3 separate regions of the Mus musculus genome follow, and all the other regions are linked to region 2. The links are chromatin contacts, called in public Hi-C and HiChIP or PLAC-seq maps. All regions are on one chromosome and are shown on one strand. The core of a region is the stretch at or near the end of the contact, and the rest is flanking DNA. Distances in the headings are between cores, read along the strand shown. Region 1 holds the start of Ugt2b36 (UDP glucuronosyltransferase 2 family, polypeptide B36). Region 2 has its middle 27 kb from the start of Ugt2b35. Region 3 holds the start of Ugt2b5 (UDP glucuronosyltransferase 2 family, polypeptide B5).

Region 1 (2,876 bases), core at 278-2,777, 65 kb before region 2:
TTATATATTTCTGACTATTGTGAAGTGTGTCATTTTTTTTTATTTTCTTTCTCCACTCCATTTATCATTTGTAGAAATGAAAGGATACTGATTTGTTTGAGTTCATTTTAAATCCAGCCACTTAGCTTAAGTTTTCAGATTTAGAGTTTCCCTGGTAGAATTTTTGGAGTCACTTATGCATACTATAATATCATCTACAAATAATGATACGTTACCTTCTTCTTTTTCAAATTGTACCTCCTTGATCTCTTAGCTAGAGTTAGGAAGAGCCTTGTCTTGTCCATGATTATAGTGGGATTGCTTTAAGTATCTCTCCACTTTTAATTTGATATTGCCTGTTGTTTGCTGTATATTACTTTTATTATGTTTAGGTATGGACCTTGAATTCCTTATCTTTCCAATACTTTAACATGAAGGAGTGTTGTATTTTGTCAAAGGCGTTTTTAGCATCTAATGAGATGATCATGTGATTTTTTTTCTTTGAGTTTACCTATATAGTGGGTTACATTAAAATATTTGCATATATTGAACCAACATTGCATCCATGAGATGAAGTCTACTTGATCACTGTGAATGATGGTTTTGATACATTCCTTGGTTCAGTTTGCTAAAATTTTATTGGGCATTTTTGCATTGATATTAATAAGGAAAATTGGTTGGAAGTTTTCTTTCTTTGTTGTGTCTTTGTGTGGTTTAGATGTCAGCGTCAATATGGTATTTATTTGTTTCCTTTTTAAGTGCTTCTACCTATTTACCTGTGTTTTCCTGTTTTGTTTTGTTTTGTTTTTTGTTTTGTTTTTTGTTTTTTTAGGGGGGTATTTATATCCTCCTTGAAGGACTCGATTATGTTCATGAGATAGGATTTTAGGTCAGCATCCTAGTTTTCAGGTGTGTTGGGATATCCAGGTCTTGCTGTGATGGCAGAACTGGGTTCTAATGCTGCCAAAGTATGTTAGCTTTTGTTGCTTGTGGTCTTGTGCTTGCATATCACCATCTGGTTATCTCTGGTGTTAACTGGGTTAGGTTTCTCTGTCTGTAGTCTGTCTCATCTGTCCATGGGTTGCTACACATCTCCTGGGAGACCTGTGACTCTGACTGTAACAGGTATCCTGGGAGGACTTCAGCCTGTGGAATCTGTTGCCATAGGTGTAGCAGATCTCCTGGGAGGCCTTCAGACTGTGGGGACTTCACAGTAGCAGACAAGCTGATGATTTGTCATGGTGGAAGGCTCAGGCTAGGGGGCAGGTGGAGTTTGAGTGGAGGTGATGTGTTCTGAGTCTGCTGGGCTCCTCAGTGTCCCCAACTGCTGCAATTATTTGGGAGGGTCCCTTATCTGTTGCCCTGGATACAGGAGATCTCCTGGGAGGCCTTCAGACTCTGGGGTATTCAAAGGGGCAGATAAATTCATGATTTTCCACCAACACAGTAATGTTCATTTCCTTATCAGCTTTGAGCAATTCCAGTTATATTTTAACTTCTTGGCAAATGCTTCTTAGATAAAAGGTCAAGCAGTGACAGATGGATTACACTCTGAAGAGAAGAACATTGATTTTCAGAATGCTTTGGAAGTGGATTTCTGCTCTGCTGCTGCTGCAGATAAGTTGCTGCTTCAGATCTGCAAAGTGTGGGAAGGTGTTGGTATGGCCGGTGGACTACAGTCACTGGATGAATATAAAGATAATACTGGATGAACTTAAACAGAAGGGCCATGAAGTCACTGTTTTGAGACCTTCAACTTCCATTTTTCTTGATCCCAAAAAATCGCCTGGCCTTAAGTTTGAAACTTTTCCTACATCTTTCAGTAATGATGTCATGGAAATTATTTTTGCAAAGGCTGTGGAAAGATGGACTTATGAGGTTCCAAGAGATACATGTTTATCATATTCTCCTTTATTACAAAATATATTTGATGAATATTCTGATTACTGTTTAACTCTTTGCAAAGACACAGTTTCAAACAAACAGCTCATGGCAAAACTCCAGGAATCCAAGTTTGATGTCATTTTGTCAGATGCTATTGGTCCCTGTGGGGAGCTCATAGCTGAACTGCTCCAAATTCCTTTTCTATATAGTCTTCGCTTCTCTCCTGGCTACTATCTTGAAAAATACAGTGGAGGACTCCCTCTCCCTCCCTCTTATGTACCTGTAATTTTGTCAGGATTAAGTGGTCAAATGACATTCAAAGAGAGGGTAAAGAATATGATATGTATGCTTTATTTTGACTTTTGGTTCCAGACATTTAGGGAGAAGAAATGGGATCAGTTTTACAGCGAAACTTTGGGTAAGTTATGCTTCTCTTCACAGGCTTAATGTTCTAAGTTTCACATGCATGTTAGGATGCATTTCCATTAAGTGCAAAGTGAAGACTTTTACAGGTCGTCAAATGTAATTATATTAGCTATCAAACTCTCTGTAAAAGCTCGTATAATTGATCAAATAGAAGGTAGCAATCCTGATATAAGACATTCTGGTTACCTATAAGGTTACAAAGACATGCAGTTAGACAGTCTTTAAAAATATACCATACTTATGACTGTCTAAAAATACCTAGCCTCATAATTTTTGAAAATATTGTGATTGTTTTATAGAATAAGTACATTAAATGTGTTAGTAAGAAACAAGGTATGAAGCACTAACCAGAAATCCAGCCATTCATAAATTTCACATTTCTGTAGGCAAAAGAATAAAGATTAGCTACAAACTACCATGACCATGAGAATCATGGGCAAGGTACAAAGCATGTTGTGACATTTGTACCTAGATTATAAATTTATGTTTACACAGTGTCATTTGAAGATTTAGAGAGGAGTAAACTGTGTACTTTTACACAGTGGATTTTTCATTAACTATTTATGAGGAAATAATTAAATTAATGA
Region 2 (3,015 bases), core at 258-2,757:
TGCTGGTGTTGAAGCATGGGATAATGAGTTGAGGGAAGGAAGGTTGGAGGTGAAGAAGGTTGTAATCCGGTGAGAATGGGATCAGAAAGGAAAGGGAAACCACATTAGGTGTTCTGCTACAGAGCTGAGGTTGAGATTCGGGTGTTGGGGACCGAAGGAACAGAAGGAGACATGAATCTCTACATGCAGTTTCAGGAGTTATCGTTAACATTCATTCTTACCTTAGAAGATAAACACTTATGAGTGATGTTGTATGAGTATTATCTGGACATGCCAAAATTGATAGCTGATTTTGAAACTGGGCTTGAAAATGATTTTGTTACAACAGCCCATAATAGTCATGGCTTTGCATGCTTTGCAACATGTTGCAAAGAGTAAATGGACAATTGAACAAATTTTGGCATCATTATGATTTTGGACCTTTTCATTTAATTGCAAAGAATTTCCTTTCCTAGTAATACTAATAATACCCTGAATTCATATGGAAAATGCCCTTGCTATTTTTGCCAGGGTTAAAGATAAATAATTTACAGTGTCAACAAGGTATATGCAAATTCTAAGAATAACTCACTATTTCAGAGAGCAAATTCCATACCTTCAAAAATAATACACACCAATCAAAGAGCTTATGTAATAAGTAAATACCATCAAGATCTAGCATTTAAAAATGTGGTTACTAGGGCTGGTGAGATGGCTCAGTGGGTAAGAGCACCCGACTGCTCTTCCGAAGGTCCAGAGTTCAAATCCCAGCAACCACATGGTGGCTCACAACCATCCGTAACAAGATCTGACTCCCTCTTCTGGTGTGTCTGAAGACAGCTACAGTGTACTTACATATAATAATAAATAAATCTTAAAAAAAAAAAAAAAATGTGGTTACTAGAAAGGATGGAGAATGAGGGGGAGCATGGTAAATATATGAAGCAAGTAGTAGTCGTTAGCAATACTAATTTGTTTCTCTTCTTCGCAAAGGAAGGAGACTGTTGAGAAAGCGCCTCCATTAGATCCAGCTGTAAGGCATTTTCTCAATGTGTGATCAATGAGGGAGGGCCAAAACCATTGTGGGTGCTACCATACCTGGGCTGGTGGTCCTAAGTTCAACAAGAAAACAGGCTAAGCAAGCCAGGAAAATTAACACTCCTCCATACCTCTACACTGGCTCCTGCCCCCAGGTTCCTTCTGTTTGATTTCCTGTCCTAAATTCTTTTGTTGATAAAAAGCAATACACAAGCTTACACTGAATTAAACCCTTTCCTCCACAACTTGCCTTTCTGTTGTATTTTGTTGCAGCAAGGAAAACCTGAGACATTTACTAAATATAAGTTGCTTGCAGTTTTAATGCTAAATGTGAAGGCTTTTTGAGTACTGATGTTGGCAAATAGCAGTTCTCTATCAGCTTTCTCCAAGCTTGCACATTAGCATTGCCACATACTTGTTTGTGTCTGGAAATTGTGGTATTATCTTGAGCTGTATGAATCGTGGCCAACTTTGGACATCATGATCTTTAACCTTTCCTCTCGGATTGCTCAATCCCTACGTCCATGACATGACAATTTCTATGGTCCTTCTGTGTTGCCTTTAGCAATTACCTGATTGCAGCCTCTTGTTTTAAGTATTTGGCACCTCTAGATTGTCTTTAAATCCTGTGTTCAAAAGTTATCCCATGGATATCACACTCCCCTCCTGTCACACACATACCCCCACCACCTTTGTCATGAGATACTGTCTGTCCCTCCCCAGAACCTGTAGGGATAATGCATGCTCCCAGCCCCTCTACTTCCCTGTCATCCCACACCTTTTCCTCAAAGCAAGCTGGGCTGGGCCATGAGAGGTCAGGCATCAGGTGGGATCTGTGACCTTCCTCAACACTCATGGGGAGCCCAGATTCCCCTTCCTCTTAGGCATTTCCCAGCACCAGGCCCGGCTAAGACAAGGGCAGGACTCAAGAAGAGCCTGCCCCTCACTATGGCTGCTTGGGACCCCACAGGCCCAGAGGTCCCCTCCCACCAACCCCCCCAGTGCTTCCACATCTCCAAAAGTAGCTTCCTGTCCCTCTTTTCTGTCCCTGCACCTTGGGGCCGGGGTAAGTGAGGCCAAGAGGGACTGTCCACTCTACAAACTGATGAAATAAGACCAAAAGGCTTAGAGAAACTTTAGAACTGACCCTTTGTGACAGCCTCCATCATACCCCTCTTAGTCCCACCCTGATCTGCCTCTGTGGGTCCCCTCAGCCCAAGAGGTCATTCCAAGAGAGCAATGCTCCTGTGGACAGGTAAGGGTCTCAGGACAGGTTTCCAGTCTGGCAGAATTTGTGGGTGTGCGGACGTGCCTGCGGGCGTGCCTGCATAAGAGTGTTAGCTTATTTTTTTTGTTACTTTCTTTTTTAATTAATTAATTTATTTATTTTATTAGACATTTTCTTTATATACATTTCAAATGCTATCCTGAAAGTTCCCTATACACTCCCCCCGCCCTGCTCCCCTATCCACCCACTCCCACTTCTTGGCCCTGGCATTCCCCTGTACTGGGGCATATAAAGTTTGCAAGACCAAGGGGCCTCTCTTCCCAGTGATGGCCGACTAGGCCATGTTCTGCTACATATGCAGCTAGAGATATGAGCTCTGGGGGTACTGGTTAGTTCATATTGTTGTTCCACCTATAGGGTTGCAGACCCCTTCAGCTCCTTGGGTACTTTCTCTAGCTTCTCCATTGTTTGCTTCTAAAAACATGAAGATCAAGAGACAGAAAGACCAGGGTCAAAACCAGGGAGCAAGTTGGGAGACTGCTGTCCTTCTCCCATCAGACCCTAGGCAGGACTGTCAGCCCCCACCCCCTGTACATAACTTTTAGAAACATTTTTTTTTAGCCAAAGAAATATTGAAGTATGAGATTTCCTTTTATTTTTCAGAAAAAGAAATTTTAACTATTATAATCATTAGGTAAATAGATATATTTTGGTTTTACTCCTTGTGTTAAAGTTTCTATCTCTAATCAATATCCACACATCACATGCCC
Region 3 (3,129 bases), core at 219-2,718, 110 kb before region 2:
ATTTTTTAAAGTATCTTTGAAGCTTTCGGAAGTCATTTCCATTTGTTTTCTCATTTACTTGACGGCTTTACCTGTTTCATAAAACTTATATTCAAGGTCAGGTACTCTTCTAACTGACTTGTTGATTGTTCTAAGAGTCAGAGTGAATGGATGATACCAGAAGAATAAGTCCCTCTGAATCAACTAAGCAAGAGAAATAGGAGCTAACAGAGACTGAAGAAGCAAGCACAGTTAATATATAGGACCACAACAGGTTCTATTGAATATAGGTATTTGACAAATTATTTCTCAGAGGCACCTATAATAAAACAATACTTAAAGCACACAGATCCATTCACCAACTAATGCAAGGACAAGTTTGGAGCATTTATGTTACAGGATACCAAGGCTCCAGGAGACTTATTTTCCGTGAAACTTTTTTGCCTAAAGACTGCATCCAAGCTTTTGGGCCTGCCATGCAGTCTTCACCTGAGTGGGTGTGGCATTTCCACCCTTTATAATTTTTAGATGAAGTTTCAGAATGTCCCACCTCGATCTCAGAAGAACTCTAAAGATAAGTGGAAACACAATGATTACTGATAAAATAATGTCAATTATAATAGCAATCAAGATTATATACTGAACCCAATCTAAGGGATTTAATGCACTTAGATTATTTTTTAAATCGCTGGCCAATTTATCAATGTTCTAAGTATCCACATGACTTCTGTCTTTAATTGCACTAAAATATGTGGAATATCTGTATTTTTGTCTTTAATTTCTGTCTTTAATTGCTCTATAATATGTGAAATAACTGTGTTTTTCCACACTCCCTGCAAACAAGCCTTAGTCTTTCTCCAATTAATAGTTGCATTGTAGGGTAATGGAGTGACACAAATATATTGAAATGTAGCATGACATTTAGTAGCTAACCTAACCTTAATATTTGCTATAACCTGTCCCCATCTATTGTTAACATAGCATCATAGAGAACTGTAGCTAGCTTTCAAATATGTCTCTAAAAATGTCTAGAACCAGCCTTTTATATGAAGTCTGTTATTTCTAATATTGGATTGATTATTAGAACAGTCCATGACTGAGTTTGAATTATTGGTCACAGTAAAAGAAAGCGAAGAGTCATCATGAACTTCAACTATATAAATTAATGTGCTTTCAATGCCATATAGAGGAGAATTAAGAGACAAGCCATATTATGATGTCACTAGTTTTGTGAGACATTTTAGAATATTCTAATATCTTAGTACCATTAATAATTGAACAAGAGATCTTTATTTCTTGGCTAATTGAAAACATGCCATCATAAGAGACATGGATCACTCTCATGTAAAAAGGGAATAATTAAAATCGCTCTTTGCTTTTTTGTCTCTTTCACCACAGTAATGATCATATAAGATTGGGCAATGCAAGTTATAGTTTAACCTCTGGGCTGAAGCTTCTTGGATAAAAGGTCAAGCAGTGACAGAAGCAAATGGACTGTGAGAGAAGGATTTTGATTTTCAAGATGCCTGGAAAGTGGATTTCTGCTCTGCTGCTGCTGCAGATAAGTTGCTGCTTCAGATCTGTGAAATGTGGGAAAGTGTTGGTGTGGCCGATGGAATTCAGTCATTGGATGAACATAAAAATAATACTGGATGAACTGGTACAGAGAGGCCATGAAGTCACTGTTCTGAGACCTTCAGCTTACTATGTTCTTGATCCCAAAAAATCACCTGGCCTTAAGTTTGAAACTTTTCCTACATCTGTCAGTAAAGACAATCTGGAAAATTTTTTCATTAAGTTTGTGGATGTGTGGACTTATGAAATGCCAAGGGATACATGTTTGTCATATTCTCCTTTACTGCAAAATATGATTGATGAATTTTCTGATTATTTTCTAAGTCTTTGTAAAGATGTTGTTTCAAACAAAGAGCTCATGACAAAGCTACAGGAATCCAAGTTTGATGTCCTTTTGTCAGATCCTGTTGCTTCCTGTGGGGAGCTCATAGCTGAACTGCTCCAGATTCCTTTTCTGTACAGTATCCGCTTCTCTCCAGGCTACCAAATTGAAAAGTCCAGCGGGAGATTTCTACTCCCTCCCTCTTATGTACCTGTAATTCTGTCAGGATTAGGTGGACAAATGACATTCATAGAGAGGATAAAAAATATGATATGCATGCTTTATTTTGACTTTTGGTTCCAGATGTTTAATGATAAGAAATGGGACTCATTTTACAGTGAGTATTTGGGTAAGTTAAATTTTTTTTTTCTAAGTAGCTTGAAAACCTAAGTTTCACAAGTGTGTAAATCTTTATGTCCATGAAATGCAAAATGTAGTAGTCTTTTATAGGTGATCAAATGTATAATGATATAAGCTATCAAACTCACAAACTCTTATAAATGTTCATATATTTGATCAAACAGGAGAAGGTATCAGTATCAGTCCTGATAGAAGACATTTTGGTTAGCTATGCAATTACATAGAGATGAAATTAGATGGTCCCTAAGTGATTCTTTACTCATTTGCTGAAAAGATTTCCTCTATTTTAATAATTCCCTAAGCAGTTACCAATTAACCTTGATTAATGGAGATTCAAGAATGACCTAGTTTATACATATATATAAAACATTGAAGAAGTTATTTTCTCTTGCCTAGGCCAGTCAGTGTTTTTATTTAAAATGAAAATGTAGGGCCACAAGTCATGGCCAAAGGGTTAGGATTGTTTCTGTACAGTTTTAGTACCAGAGCTCTCTTCCTGCCACTACTCATGCACAGTGGCTCAAAATTGCCTGAAACTTCAGCTTCAAGGAAACTGCTTCCCTTTATCATATCCGCAGGCACTGGCATAAACTTAACATATACTCATGCACATACACATACATAAAGGTGAAAAGATTAAAACGTAAAATATTCTCTTTGTATATCATTAAAAAATCCCCCTCATCTTGAAAACTATTACGTTGTTTCCGAAGCTTAAAAGTGGAACAGATATTTCTACCAGCCCCACATTTCTTTATTGGGTCCCTTCCTAAATTCAACTGCAAATTCCTAAATTCTACAGAGGCATGGACACACATACTGTATTTTCTGAAGTTTTTTTTTTTTATCTTAAAAATGTACCACAGATGCTCACAGTCAGCTATTGGATGGAT

The links. Hi-C and Micro-C count contacts between places; a contact is called where the count stands out from the background. HiChIP or PLAC-seq counts read pairs in DNA pulled down with a chosen protein or histone mark.
Region 1: a contact with region 2 is called in an H3K4me3 HiChIP or PLAC-seq map of intestinal villus epithelium, with 12 read pairs. The contact joins the promoter of Ugt2b36 here to the enhancer-like site in region 2. A contact is called at or near these places in 4 of 484 Hi-C or Micro-C datasets (liver and nephron progenitors), 3 of 115 datasets of contacts at active chromatin or transcription factors (hepatocytes, intestinal villus epithelium and liver) and 2 of 9 other capture datasets (adipose tissue and liver).
Region 3: a contact with region 2 is called in a Hi-C map of liver, with 9 times the contacts expected there. The contact joins the promoter of Ugt2b5 here to the enhancer-like site in region 2. A contact is called at or near these places in 1 of 39 promoter capture datasets (liver), 8 of 484 Hi-C or Micro-C datasets (the AML12 cell line and liver), 5 of 115 datasets of contacts at active chromatin or transcription factors (hepatocytes, intestinal crypt epithelium, intestinal villus epithelium and 1 more) and 1 of 9 other capture datasets (liver).

Annotation. Positions count from the first base shown.
Region 1 is chr5:87,091,206-87,094,081 of GRCm38.p6, reverse strand. Ugt2b36 (UDP glucuronosyltransferase 2 family, polypeptide B36) reads left to right here and starts at 1,527. Exons shown (of 6, transcript NM_001029867.1): 1 at 1,527-2,281. The coding sequence starts at 1,558.
Region 2 is chr5:87,026,018-87,029,032 of GRCm38.p6, reverse strand. No RefSeq gene overlaps it. Among named protein-coding and RNA genes, the nearest start is that of Ugt2b35, 27 kb to the right of the region's middle. Within about 2 kb of position 1,507, at least 8 of the 459 cell types and tissues checked have an H3K27ac peak or open chromatin away from gene starts, as enhancers often do. A contact at or near this core is called in hepatocytes, intestinal villus epithelium and liver, where this site is marked.
Region 3 is chr5:87,138,679-87,141,807 of GRCm38.p6, reverse strand. Ugt2b5 (UDP glucuronosyltransferase 2 family, polypeptide B5) reads left to right here and starts at 1,468. Exons shown (of 6, transcript NM_009467.3): 1 at 1,468-2,225. The coding sequence starts at 1,502.